Regions from separate parts of the Mus musculus genome. Here all the other regions are linked to region 1. A link is a contact called in public ChIA-PET, HiChIP or PLAC-seq and promoter capture Hi-C data. All regions are on one chromosome and are shown on one strand. The core of a region is the stretch at or near the end of the contact, and the rest is flanking DNA. Distances in the headings are between cores, read along the strand shown. Region 1 holds the start of Rgs2 (regulator of G-protein signaling 2). Region 2 has its middle 81 kb from the start of Rgs1. Region 3 holds the start of Cdc73 (cell division cycle 73, Paf1/RNA polymerase II complex component). Region 4 has its middle 52 kb from the start of Rgs1. Region 5 has its middle 24 kb from the start of Rgs1.

The links. ChIA-PET counts read pairs in DNA pulled down with a chosen protein or histone mark. HiChIP or PLAC-seq counts read pairs in DNA pulled down with a chosen protein or histone mark. Capture Hi-C pulls out chosen DNA fragments and counts their contacts.
Region 2: an H3K27ac HiChIP or PLAC-seq map of thymic regulatory T cells shows a contact between it and region 1, with 5 times the contacts expected there. The contact joins the enhancer-like site here to the promoter of Rgs2 in region 1. A contact is called at or near these places in 7 of 39 promoter capture datasets (the C10 cell line, the HPC-7 cell line, hippocampal neurons and 2 more), 2 of 484 Hi-C or Micro-C datasets (B cells and the C10 cell line), 7 of 115 datasets of contacts at active chromatin or transcription factors (CD8 T cells, bone marrow-derived macrophages, effector CD8 T cells and 4 more) and 1 of 9 other capture datasets (adipose tissue).
Region 3: a promoter capture Hi-C map of liver shows a contact between it and region 1. The contact joins the promoter of Cdc73 here to the promoter of Rgs2 in region 1. A contact is called at or near these places in 7 of 39 promoter capture datasets (the 3T3-L1 cell line, 3T3-L1-derived adipocytes, cranial neural crest and 3 more), 21 of 484 Hi-C or Micro-C datasets (CD4 T cells, CD8 T cells, LSK cells and 14 more), 9 of 115 datasets of contacts at active chromatin or transcription factors (the 230-238 cell line, the SCID.adh cell line, astrocytes and 6 more) and 2 of 9 other capture datasets (adipose tissue and liver).
Region 4: an RNA polymerase II ChIA-PET map of effector CD8 T cells shows a contact between it and region 1, with 35 read pairs. The contact joins the enhancer-like site here to the promoter of Rgs2 in region 1. A contact is called at or near these places in 5 of 39 promoter capture datasets (the C10 cell line, the HPC-7 cell line, HPC-7-derived erythroid cells and 2 more), 1 of 15 datasets of contacts at CTCF or cohesin (CD8 T cells), 11 of 484 Hi-C or Micro-C datasets (B cells, CD4 T cells, the HPC-7 cell line and 8 more), 7 of 115 datasets of contacts at active chromatin or transcription factors (the 230-238 cell line, bone marrow-derived macrophages, effector CD8 T cells and 3 more) and 2 of 9 other capture datasets (liver and macrophages).
Region 5: a contact with region 1 is called in an RNA polymerase II ChIA-PET map of memory CD8 T cells, with 22 read pairs. The contact joins the enhancer-like site here to the promoter of Rgs2 in region 1. A contact is called at or near these places in 3 of 115 datasets of contacts at active chromatin or transcription factors (effector CD8 T cells, memory CD8 T cells and thymic regulatory T cells).

The regions. Positions count from the first base shown.
Region 1 is chr1:144,002,858-144,005,463 of GRCm38.p6, forward strand. Rgs2 (regulator of G-protein signaling 2) reads right to left here and starts at 1,292. Exons shown (of 5, transcript NM_009061.4): 1 at 1,152-1,292; 2 at 95-196. The coding sequence starts at 1,261.
Region 2 is chr1:144,329,216-144,331,821 of GRCm38.p6, forward strand. No RefSeq gene overlaps it. Among named protein-coding and RNA genes, the nearest start is that of Rgs1, 81 kb to the left of the region's middle. Within about 2 kb of position 1,331, at least 110 of the 459 cell types and tissues checked have an H3K27ac peak or open chromatin away from gene starts, as enhancers often do. A contact at or near this core is called in B cells, CD8 T cells, the HPC-7 cell line and 7 more, where this site is marked.
Region 3 is chr1:143,701,610-143,704,215 of GRCm38.p6, forward strand. It overlaps Cdc73 (cell division cycle 73, Paf1/RNA polymerase II complex component), which reads right to left and starts at 1,284. Exons shown (of 17, transcript NM_145991.2): 1 at 885-1,284. The coding sequence starts at 1,015.
Region 4 is chr1:144,299,516-144,302,121 of GRCm38.p6, forward strand. No RefSeq gene overlaps it. Among named protein-coding and RNA genes, the nearest start is that of Rgs1, 52 kb to the left of the region's middle. Within about 2 kb of position 1,331, at least 24 of the 459 cell types and tissues checked have an H3K27ac peak or open chromatin away from gene starts, as enhancers often do. A contact at or near this core is called in CD8 T cells, LSK cells, effector CD8 T cells and 2 more, where this site is marked.
Region 5 is chr1:144,271,912-144,274,517 of GRCm38.p6, forward strand. No RefSeq gene overlaps it. Among named protein-coding and RNA genes, the nearest start is that of Rgs1, 24 kb to the left of the region's middle. Within about 2 kb of position 1,295, at least 25 of the 459 cell types and tissues checked have an H3K27ac peak or open chromatin away from gene starts, as enhancers often do. A contact at or near this core is called in effector CD8 T cells, memory CD8 T cells and thymic regulatory T cells, where this site is marked.

The sequences.
Region 1 (2,606 bases), core at 42-2,541:
GCAAATGAGCTCCCCAACACACATCAGTTCCCCTTCCCCTTTTGCTTGGCTTGGTTAGATATTCATCTCTGTAACTACAGGATCCGAAACTTACTTGATAAAAGTTTGCTGTTTGCTTTTCTTGCCAGTTTTGGGCTTCCCAGGAGCAGAGGAATTCTGCAAGAAGTAGCTCAAACGGGTCTTCCAATCCTTTAAGCTGGAAAAAAAAAGAGAGAAAAAAAAAATACTTCAAGTGGCAATTCTTGAACGGTCAAACTATCATCAGCTGCAGTAGCTACAAACAAAGCAGATGAGTCTCTCCCTCTTAGCTTTTAAACCCAGCACCTCAGAACACAGTTTTATCCATTCATCCGACTATAATGAGCTTTACAAGCAGGATAGGACTACATAACAGCCAGGGTATTTTAAATTTTCACCAGTTATTTCTGACCTAATAAACAGGTAGTGGATTTTCTGCATGGTTAAACTACAGCTTGCTGTCATTTTTCAATTGAGAACAGCAGTCTTGACCCAGCTGATGTTTCTTCCCTTTCTGCACTGGGGGTAGGAGGGTCTGCACTATGCCAGAGACAATGCATAGGTGTGTGTGTGTGTGTGTGTGTGTGTGTGTGTGTGTGTGTGTGTGTGTGATGGATTCCCTAGCTCCCCTCTGCGACCGCCCACAGTGCTTCTCCGCAGCAGATACTGCAGAGCAAATTACTCATTCCATAGTCGTGACTGGGTGAGCCCTACTTTATGATTTAAAAATGGATCTCATACATTGCGAATCAACTCAAACATCTCCACCCAGCAGCTATGCAAGCAGCTCAGAACTAACAATGCAACGTCCAGACGCCGGTGGACGTTATTCAGCTACAGGATTCTGATGCCACATTAAATGCAGAACAAAAAGCCAACCAGCCCTTCTCAGATCATCTACCGCCACCTTCTTCAACCATTTCCTATAGTTCCTAAACTCTCGGAGCTCACATAGAAAAAAAGCAAATACCACCATATCTAGCAAGCTAACCCCCCACCCCCCAAGCCCCCACACTTTCTCTGCAGAGGTGCAGACTAGAGAGCATTCAAAGCCGAGATCGAGGGAAGGTAGGTCCCTAGCAGCAAAGCCAGGCTGGGTATGAAGAGCTCTTCGGGAGACAGGGCATACTCACAGTGTCCGCTTCATTTTCTCCCGCTTCTCCTCGACCTTGGGGCCGTTGCCTGCACTCTTGTCCATGGGTACGCAGTCGTGCTGGACAGCCAGGAACATGGCACTTTGCATTCTCAGACTCCCGCGGCCACCGCAGCTGTTTGAGGCCGGGAGCGCGCCGCGGGCTTTTAAGGCGGGCGGCGGCATAGGGGCGGGACCTGGAGGCGTCAGCCACGCCCCAAGAGAGCGCGGATTGGCTCGCTGCAGACGGCACGAGGGCGGAGTCGCCCCGGCCTGTGGCAGTCACGGCAGCCCCCGAAGGGCCTGGAAGCGAGGGCGCTGTTGACGTAGGCGCCGCATCCTCGTGCGCACACAGGGTGGGAGGTGGCGGGCGGGGACACAGAGAGATTTGGTAGGCACTTCGGGCAGCCACGCGGTGAAGGGTCTCCGAGTTCTTGGCTTTTCCTTTACTGAAGACCGTACCTTTTACTCGTGTGCGTGTGTGTGTGTGTGTTCGCGCGCGCCCCACCTTTGTATCTATTGTTCATCCGGACACCCATAAACTGCAGCTGGGATGGGGAGAGCCCTGCTGGCTGCACTCAGCAACTCTACCTATTTTAGAGAAGGAAATCAAACAACTAGAAAAACCTGAAATATGGACTGTTGAGTAAGGTGCTGTAGCTCGCTCAGGCACCTTGGAATTCCTAAAGGGAATTCCACGCTACTCAGGGAGGAAGCGGGAGAAAGTTTCTATTAAAACCTGGTGTTTTAACCAGTTCTGCAGTTTTGATCTTTAAATGCATGGCTGCAGCAGGCTGTGGCTTTGCAGGGTCGTTCCCCAGGAGACCCGAGGGGCATCTCCTGCGGGGCACAGCAAAGATCAGAGAGATAGGTGAGAAATACAAAGGGAAACCCAGGATCTCGCAGTTCTGCTGCACACGGATCATGTGTAGTTTCAGAGCGTAAGGAATCAGGATTTCCTCATGAGTCATTCACGGTTGAACAGATTTAGGAATTACTAGATGTTCAACTGCTTAAGTTAAGGTGGCGGTGCAGTGGGGGCTAGAGCTAGATGTGAGAGCCGGTTGGTGTAAAGAATTTGTTTGGGTAAGCTTCATTTGTGAGAACCCCTGTCTCTGCTCCTGCAGGGTTTAATAAGCCCTGATTTGTAAGAACTAATACATGACTTCAACTACAAACTGATTCAGCTTCCTATGTTACCAGAATGATGCGGCGGAATACCTAAGTGGTTTTCCCATAAAGTCTGAACAGACTAACAAAAAGGTACGGCTTAGGCTCTAGTTATTCTGATTCATACTAGATCTACTAAAAGGAAAATGAAGACCCATTCTCAAACTGGGAACCAAGCAACACATTGTGACAAGCTGAGGGTAGTTTGAGTCAGAGATCAAAGTCTGCAGTCGCTAATGAAGAAGATTGGTATAGCCTTATTATAGAAGGAATATCATTTCGATTT
Region 2 (2,606 bases), core at 81-2,580, 330 kb after region 1:
TATTTAAACAATGACAACACTGGAGACAGCATTGTTTATGGGGATTCCTTGTCTATATCTGGCTTCAAGAAATCACAAAGGAAAACACGGATTCTGAAAAGTGAGGAGATTTCTCACCTCTAAACAAAGTTCTGAAAGAATGAACATAGTCTGTGATCATAATAACTTTGTTTTAGTGTAAAGTGAAATGAAATTTATGCAGAATGTCTTCAAATCATCATCATCATCATCATAATCATAATAAATAAGTATCAAGCAATCTATTTGACAAAAGTATTTGAAGAACTGCTGATCTTAGCTTAGTGGAGCTCATTCATCATTACCAAGCTTTGTGTCCTGATTTTGACTCCCGGTCTGTTCCTGGGACGCTGGCATCCTTCGAGCTTCTGGTGGTATCTAGTCAGCGGGCACTTTGATCCTTTGAAGGTGCCATGAGCCCTTAGGTGTGTGCCCACATTGTACTTTGATTCAACCTGAACTATAACCTGAAGCTCTCTCTTCTCTCCAGGGCACCTTTCTACACTGAAGTGAGTCTCATGTCTTTCCTAAAGTCCCTAAAGCTTTCTCTCCACTGCTTCTCTCCTCCTCTGTCTTTTCTTACACACCCTTCATCTGTTGGTTCTCTCTTTCTCTGGCAATCAAAAGCAGTTTCTTTCTGAATTGATCAAATTCATGGTTACTGCTACCCAACTATACAGAGATCTCTGGTTATCAGCCCTGGTCACTGCGGGCTCTATCACTGACTGCCTTCTTGCCAGTTTTTTGTTTGCTTGTTTGTTTGTTTGTTTTTGTTTTGTTTTGTTTTTTTTAATAGGCCTATAGATTACTTTGCTAAGAGCTTGAAAATTCACTAAGGTTTTAAGAGCACATTTTCTCTATCTTTTCATCAAAATATCTAAAACATTGTCATGCAAGCAATAGGTATAGGGCATATAATTCCATTGAGAATCATTTTGAGAGTTCACTTAAACAAAAGCTGCTGAATCATTTTCTCTCAATTGAATGATTTTCATCTCACATACTGAGAGATTCCATCCATGTAAGCTGGCATCTTTTGAATTTGTTTATTTTAAAAATATACAGACAGAAGCCCTGACACAGCCTACAGAAATGACCTCGTTAATGTGGTTGACCCAAGTTCCTTTGCTGTAATTTTGCAAAAGTTTTATATATTGCCTCAAGTAAAGTAAACTACTGCTGAAATGAGCAACATGTAGCTTTGCTGGTTAGTCAGCTCTCTTATTCCGGAAGCAGAGACTTCCACACTGGCTCATGTACATCCGCAAGTTGCAAGGGGAAGTTTTAGGTAAAGTGTCTCTGCCTGTATTCAACATGCGTGTCCCACATAACCACATGGTGCTTACAAAACCACCCATATCCGTTCTCATACACTATGTCTAGCCATCTCCGCATTCATCATTACTGACAGTTGTTTTCTTTCAAAAGCTTCTGAGTCCTTTTGTGGCCATGTGAGATGTGGTAGTTTGGGAGAAATGCCAATGCCACTTTAAAGGTAAACACTTCCAATGTAATGTTTACATACCACCAAAAAGAGTTCTTTCATGATATGCCTTTGCCTTTCTGCACACTTTGAGTTCTTCAAACGCAGCAGAGTCTCTTCATCCCCTTAAGCTCAGGGCCTGGGAGCTTGCAGGCACTGAGGAAATGTTCACTTAGGCAGTGTTTAAGGAAAGGGTAAAGAATTATCTGCCCCAGTACAGGGGAACGCCAGGGCCAGGAAGCGGGAGTGGGTAGGTAGGGGAGCAGGGCAGGGGGTGGGGGAGGGTATAGGGAGCTTTGGGGATAGTATTTGAATGTAAATAAAGAAAATATCTAAGAAAAAATAATATGGTAAAAATTAAAGAAAAAAAGAAAAGAAAAGGGTAAAGAAATGGAGGGAATATATCTGGGAAGGAGAAATTAACAGCAGTCCTCTAACCAAAAATCAATTGATAAATATTTGCAAAGTAACTGTATATAAGCCCTGCATTTCAGAAACTAAGCAGGGATACATGGTGGTAGAGTTCCCTTTATATTTTCTTTATAGCCTAACTGAAAATAAAAGCAAGTAAGACAAAGATAGAAAAAAGAATTTCATATATTCCTGTTTTCTTTACTGAGTTCAGGTCTTACAAAGATGCTCTTACAATATGGAGTATATGTTGCCATAGATAGAACGAACTGTTACTGCGTTTTATTTATTTATTTATTTATTTATTTATTTATTTACACTCCACAGTTTATTCTCCTCACCCCGTCCACCCTCTGACTCTTCCATATTTCATATCTCCTCTTCATCCCCCTGTCTCCACGAGGATGTCTCCACTACCCACCTTCCACCCACCCAGACCTCTAAACTTCCTGGGTCCCCCAGTCTCTTGAGGGTTAGGTGCATCTTCTCTGACTGAACCCAGACCCAGCAGTCCTCTGCTGTGTATGTGTTAGGGGCCTCATATTAGTTGTTGTATGTTGCCTGGTTGGTGGTCTAATGCTTGAGAGATCTTGGGGGTCCAGGTTAATTGAGACTGCTGGTCCTCCTACAGGATCGCCCCCCTTTTCAGCTTCCCTATTTCAACCACAGTGGTCAGCTTCTGTCCATTGGTTGG
Region 3 (2,606 bases), core at 34-2,533, 300 kb before region 1:
CATCATTACAGAGGACTCAAAGGATTCTTCAACTTGACCCTCTGTGATTTCCTGAACGACTTACATCCACGGCATCCATGGAACAATAATCACAAATGGTTTTGTTTTGTTTTTCCTTTGAAGGCTCTTCCTGAAGAGCACACAGGATCAATTTCTCAGACCCGTATGTAAAGCTCACTGCTTTTCCCCCGGTCTCACTGCATTTCCCCGGTAACTTTCTCCCCAACAAAGTCCTGCTTTCAGCTCCAATACTGTTTCAGCAAACTTCCAAACTCTCCTAATCGTCCCTTAACTCTAAGTGATAGCTGTCTATTCCTTTTTTTTTTTCTCCCCCAACCCCTCTTGAGGAATAACATCAACCTACCCCTATTATGAAAAAAGAAAAAAAAGAAAATTGCCGAGGCGCTCGAGGAGCCAAAGAAGACAGTTGCAACACATGGCAGGCTCTGGGAGATTACAAAAAAAAAAAAAACCTAAGAACAAAAAGCGACTCGGTGGCCGGCAGATGCTGCGATCGATCGCTGTCCTTCTACACCTCCGTCCAGGTAGCCGTGCACCAGCCCCACACGGCGCGGACAACCTGTACACACTCCACGCCAACTGGCAAGTCGGAAACTCCCATGGTACCTTTCCCTTCGGCTTCTCCAACACAGAGAAGACTTGACCGCTCTAGAATCCGCTCCACTTCTTCCCTCCTCGCCCTAAAAGTACAACTTCTTCTCCAGAGAATAACTTTTTCCCCAGAGCACCCATTTTTTTTTCTCCCCCCTCTCATCCCTGAGGGACTCCGAGGAGGACAGGGAGGAGGGCTTTAGGGAAAGAGGTCGCCCGGGGGCGCCCGATGCTGCCCCGCCACCACTAGGCCACAGCCACGCCGCACTCACCCCCAAACTACATAGTTGGTCTTCACATTCTTGGGCCAGGAGAACTCCCCGAAGATCACTTCATCCCCCTTGACCACGATCTCCTTCTTCTGGATGTTGTACTGTCGCAGGACGCTGAGCACGTCCGCCATCTTCGCCCCCCTCGCTGCTGCCGCCGCCGCCGCCGCGGGCCCCGGGCCCCGCCGTCGCCGCCGCGCCTGCCGCCTCCTTCCCCCGTCGCCTCGCCCTCTTCCCCCCGCCGCCGCCGCCGCCGCCGCGAACCAACAGCCGCCACACTCAACAGCCGGCCGCGTCTACGACAGCAGCACGGGCAGAAGCCACCCAGGCCGCCGAGGACCCCGCGCTATATAAGGCAAGGCCCCGCCGCGGGCTGCCCGCGGAGAACGCCTGACTGACCCACGCTCCGCCGGGGCCGCGGGCCGCCGCCAGGGGGCGCCGTGGCCGCCCGAGCACACGCGCCACCCAGACGCCCGCGGGGCGCGCCGCCGACTTCGGGAAACGGGGAGCGGGCCTCGGCGCTCCGCGTGTGCGGCGCCCTAGCGGAACCGGGCCCCGGTGCGGTCTCAAGGCTCGCACGGGGCGAGCGACAGGTGCGCGCGCACCTGCTGGGCGCTTCCGCGCTTTTCAATCCCAGAGCGCGCGCCGCCGCCGGGTGATTTAAACTTTCCCTGCGCCAGGCTCCGCTTCCCTCCCTTGAACCCCAGGACTACCTTTCTGTCTGCATCGGAGCCCCACCGCACTCTGCGACATAGGTCCCCATGGTCAGGAACAGCTCCTAGGGAAAGCTGGAGCTTTGAAATGTGGACGTTTTCAAGTTTAGGCTGGATTTTAATAAGGGGTGTATTTGCAAAGAGGAAAAGAAGAGTTAGGTGGAGGACAATTCTTGCCCCGTTTGTTAGTCTCTGGTCTCCTAACATCGTTTGATTGGTAGACAGAATAAAATTAATCAGAGAAAAAGCTGAAAGCATCCCAACGCGTCGACGAAGGACCATTCATTGTTGACTCGTCCCCCTCCTTTCCTTGGAAACAACTTTTTCCATCCCCTCAGCTTCTCCCGGGTAATCACAAAAAAAGCCTCAAGTGATTTCAGGTTATGAATGGAAGAAATACTCCTTCAGAAACCTCAAGCTGTGAATTAGAACACTTTTTCAGACGAACAGACTTTTAAGTGGTACTCAAAAGGCTTACCGGTGCCTTTATGATTATGGGAACCTAGAAATCAATTCTGCATACTATTCATGGCCTGTGTACTTTAAACATATACTTCAAGCCTAATATTTCTTTTTCACTCTTTGTGAGAAGGAGGCACACTTTGTTACTTATAAAAACAAATACTTTGGTCTGTTTTTTTTTGGGGGGGGGGACTTTTGTTATGTGTGACAAAGTGTAATTTGGGTATAGAAAGAAGTATGAGGTTAAAAAAATGTCTGCTCCACAAATGTCTTTCTCCCGTCAATGTGTCTCAGAACCTCACTGCAAATGCAGGTTATAAAGAACTGACTGTGCTTGTCTGTCCCTTTCACATCTCTGAACTTATGCCTATATCACAGCATCCAGTATTTCCTTGTCCCCTTTGTTTGCTTCTCTACCTCCTAGGAGATGAACCGACTGTATGACATGAGATGAACCGACTGTATGACATGTAGTATATATTGGTCATATGTACTATACTTGGTACAGTGACAGCTCCTAGAACGATGTTGTAGTAAGTGAAAAGATAAA
Region 4 (2,606 bases), core at 81-2,580, 300 kb after region 1:
GACTGCAGGCTGTTTCCAGGACTGAACCCCTGCTGATGCTACTGGGAAGCTACTATCTGAGGCCTTCATTAGAGCTCCAAGCTCAAGATCAACTGTGGAAGTTGACTTCAAACCAGCTTTATGAAGCTGATACTGCTATCACTCCAAGTGCCCTCCAACACTGAGGTCACTAGAAAGTGCATTGCCATAGCTACAAAGCTAAGCATGGACACAAGCTAGGCACTGACCCAAGAAGTAGCTGACAATATCCTGGCAGTGTGTTGCAGGGACTCCTCTCTTTACTGGCATTGTGTGCAATTTGAAATGAGAAGATAGCTTTGACTTTGCCATGTGCTTCCAAGTCTTCTAACAAACAGCTAATCTGTATTCGTAGCAAATGGTGTCTCAGTGTATTTCCGTTTTTCTTCTTTCTTTTTCCTTCCATCTTTTAAATAGTATATTTGATATTCTATAAAAAGTAAAAACATTGCTGAGTGTTAAAATTTGAGTCAAAGTGAGGAGAGAGAGGAGTGAAAATCATTGTAAGCACTGTACTAATATGTAAAATTAAAGTAAAATAATTATTCACTAACTAGATGACTCTAGGTGAATCACTGCTGCGTAAGAAGCTGAATAGCTACTATGCTTTGCATTACATGAATATAATAAGATGGTATACACAGGGCTTTGGAATCATAAACTAAGGTGAATCTAGGGGGAATTGAAGAATAGGGGCCATGACAATAAAGGTTGCCTAGTGGGGACTGGGTAGAGATGCCCTCTGAGGAAAAGAAAATTAGGAAAAAAAATGTATGTTTAAGTATGTTTGGAGATACCCAGAAATGGCGAGAGGTAAAATATCATGCTAATGTAAGTTTAATCAGTTCTTCCTAGAGAAAGGAATAGCAGGAGTCAAGACTTTGCCTCTTACCTGTGAGAGAAATTAGCTAAGCAAAAGGTTGACTGTTTCTTTTTACAACCTTGCTTTGCAGTTGCTCCACAGATCAGTCAATGGTAACATGATCCAATTTGCTTGAGCAGTAAATATGTTTCCTCTAACCTAAAACAGTATTTAATTCTCAAGCTTAAATGAACACAAATGTTCTTCATCATTAGGTCTGCACATATAATTTTCTGATTCATTTCACAAATACTACCTGCTTTTTTATTGAATATATTACTTCCAATAATAAGTTAAAAAAAACATTGGGACTATGAAGAATGTTCATTAATGAGCAATCCAATATGCATATACCGGTATAATCATACGCTTGACCTGAAAGAGGAACCTATAGATTGCTGAGAACTCAGCAGATATCTCACCTATGCCCTGTGAGGCAGCAGGGGATTCACACAGGAAGTAGCATTTTAACAGAAGCATTAAAGCTGAGGTGGAGTTTTCTAGGTGGTTTAGGATGTGAGCTAGAAAGGATATTTCAGGAAGAGGCAGAAGCTGTTCACATCTTAACTTTTCTCACACAGGATACAAATGAATGTTGAAGGGAAAGAACTATGAGAATGGTCTGGGACCAGACTAAAAAGAACACAGCACAGAGGCAGGTTGTCCACTGAAGTCAGAGCTGTTGAGGTTGTGAAATTGTAGTGAATGGGCCACTGCAAATTTTGGGAAAAATGGAAGAAGAAAGGTAACTATAGTCCAGAGAAGCCAGGAAGACTTTTGTGGGGCCGAGTGGATTTGACGAGGGCTTATGTTCAGAAATGGTGATGGGATATTGCTCTAGGCTTGGTGAGTACTATTAAACATTATCCAGAGGACATTTCATTGAGACACAGCTATTGGTGAGTGAGGCACAGAACCTGTCCTTAGCAAAGGTACACTTTGACCTAACAGAAATGAAAGTTGGTCATGCCCCGGCACTTAAATGGAATGTTAAAAAGGTCAGCATGCATGGCAGTAAGATGGGAAAGAGTACAGAAAAATGCCATATAGAACACTCAGCAGGTTCAAATAATGATAACATCAATAACCCCTTACATAATATTCCTGAACTCTCAGAGTAACAAAGCACAGAGTAAGCACCACTCAACTTAATGATCTCCAAGTTGATCTCTAACCTTAAATAGGAACCTGTTACACATCGGAGTGATTGTAGTGAAATTGATATTATGCTTGACTAATAATTCCATAATAGATATGAAAGAGGTATGTACAAAGTGCTATGGGAACTTGACAAATATCTCACCCCTACCACACGAGGCAGCAGGGGATTCACACAGGAAGTAGCATTTTAAAAGAAACTTTAAAGCTGAGTTGGAATTTTCTAGATGCTGCAGTATCTGAGTGAGAAAAGAATACTCCTAAGCTAATATTAGGTTTGGTGAACTATTACTGCACTCAAAGGTCTTGGATTAAAATTTCATAAACTTGAGAACATAATTTAAACTTCTAAGCCTATTAACTCATTCATGAAACTAGAAGAGTATCTATCATATGTTATTTTTGAGAATTAAAATCGATGACAAGCTAAAATGCATATTCTACAAAGTCTGTAAGGGACTTGATTCCTTGCTTGTACTGTAGGATATGGTGCCTAGGGAAAAGGAATTATCTTAAGAGAAATAGAGTAGGAACCAGCAAGATGTTTAATAAGTTTAGGCACCTGCGT
Region 5 (2,606 bases), core at 45-2,544, 270 kb after region 1:
GGTGCTCAGCTGGCTTTCTCCTCTGGATTTAGTCCAGGATCCTGGTCTATGAGATGGTGGTACCCATTGTTAGTGTAGGTCTTTTCATCTGAATCAGATATCTCACAGACATATTCAGAGGATTGTCTCCCACGTGAATATCTTCCCTGTCAAGTTGACAATCAGTATTAACAACCACACTCTCCCACTTGACATCTTTCAGATTTACGGTTTTCATTGTGTCTTTAGGACTAATCTCACATCCTTTAGGAGAACCTGTGGAAGCTTGTGAGCTTCAAACAAGCAGCATAAATGCTAAGGGAACTTGTCTCAAATAAGACAAAATCTGACATCTGAAGTTATTTTATGACCTTCATATAAGCATGCCATGGCATACATATACTTGCATCCATATATGAATGTTCACGTGTGTGCTTGCGTGCGCACACACATGTTTTTCTCCTATCTTTTAATCAACTGCTATCTTTTACTCAATACTTTTTAAAAGTTCTCTCTCTCTCTCTCTCTCTCTCTCTCTCTCTCTCTCTCTCTGTGTGTGTGTGTGTGTGTGTGTGTGTGTGTGTGCAGGGGCAGCCTCAAACCCAGGGCTTTGTGCTAAACCACAGAGCTATATCCAAGCCCTCATAAATTTTTGTGATTTTGATCATTACAGAAAATTCTTACTTTTTAACAGTTTGTATATTCCTTTATCTAATTTTAAAGTATAAATCAGGAATTTGAGTTCTTTCAGTTCAATTAGAATGAGAGTTTGCTATCCTTCAAGAATCCTAGGTTGCTCAATCCCAGCACTTGGGAGGCAGAGGCAGGCGGATTTCTGAGTGGCCAGTCTGGTCTACAGAGTGAGTTCCAGGACAGCCAGTGTTATACAGAAAAATCCTGCCCCCCCCCCCAAAAAAAAAAAAACCAAAAAACCCAAAACCAACCAACCAACCAACCAACCAAGCAAAACAAACAAACAAACAAACAAACAAACAAACAAATCCTAGGTTGTAGACTTCATCAAACACTTGTGATTAAAACCACTGTACCTTTTGGATTTCAATTCTTTTTTCATATACTGCTTTAAGCCTGATTTATACTGTTGTATTTTAATGCTAACATGTCAAAATCATTTACCAAAACAGTGTTTTGTGCAAATGAGAAAATGAAAGACCTTGATGGCAGTGAGCTGTGAGAGAAGCAGGAAGCCAGCTTTAACCATGGGATTCCAGGGTAGTTATGAGAATCCTAAGCACCCTGGGGCTTTCCATGAGAAAGACAGTTAACTGTAGTTCTGTGAAATCTAGGGGCTTTCTGATGTTCAGCTTGCCCATGTGAAATGAAAATGAACTACTCTTTCATGAGCATCCTGTGTCAGTTTGTTTGTAGTGCAGGAAATCGCTTAAAAAAAAAAGAAGAAGAAGAAAGAAAGAAAAAGATCAGACGGACACAAAAAATAGCTGTACAGGAAGCCTGTCTAGCAGAGTAGCCATTTCCAGGAATTAATGGTTGATTATTTTTCATGTGATATATTTAAAACACATATATAAGAAGACACCCATATTTATTAAACTTCTAAGGCATGTGTGTTGATATGATTTTAAATTGGTATTTTTTAGTATATTAATGCTGATGTGTTGATACATGTAATTATGGCATATGATTTATTCTTTTCTTTATAGATATCATTCCAAAATACCTTAAAATAATTCCCTTCATTTATATTACACTTTAGACATATGCATCACTTAAACACCCTGAAAGGAAGGGATGGAAGTAGATCTGATGGAATGCTTGCCTAGAATGTGCAAGGGCCTGATTCAGTTCCCAATTAAGAGAGAGAGAAAGAGAGAAAGAAAGGAGATAGAGAGAGAGAGAGAGAGAGAGAGAGAGAGAGAGAGAGAACTTCACAGAAAAAATACGGAAATTTATATTGAAAACATATGACATATATATATATATATATATATATATATATATATATATATATATATATTCTAGGTCTTAAATATTTTTTATGTATTAGCTTCATCATGATATATTTAAACTCAAATTTCTTTAAAAATTGCTTAAGGCCACATATCTAATAATTCATAAAAAGTACATTGGCTTAAATATTTATTATTTATTTCTTAAATATTGATTCCCTTTGTATACAGTCTCAGAGTCTTCAACTCCATTTTACATGGAACATGAATTAAATCTTCAGACATAGTAATTTTGTAAGTACTAGAGTTTAATTCCTATAAATATTCAGCAAATGAGTAAAGACAGCAATAATTCCTACAATTACATTTTTTACAGGATTTTTTCCCTCGGAAGAGTTCACAACAAGCCCCATGGAAACCCTGAGGGGGGCCCAAGACTAACCAGTTTGGAACCCTACTCCACCAATCCTATCCCAGTCATGTCTTCCTGTGACACAGTCAGCCTAGGTGAGTTGCACAGGGTCCCATGAACTCCACAGTCTAGCTCTGGGCTTGCTCTTTGATCTCAAGAAACCTTGTGGGACCCATAGAACATCTTGCTCCCCCATGGAGGCCTGTGGGGACCCCAAAAAAACCCAGCTTGGAACATTGCTCAACCAATATTTCGACAGTGGGATGTGCCTGAGGAACAACCAGCAG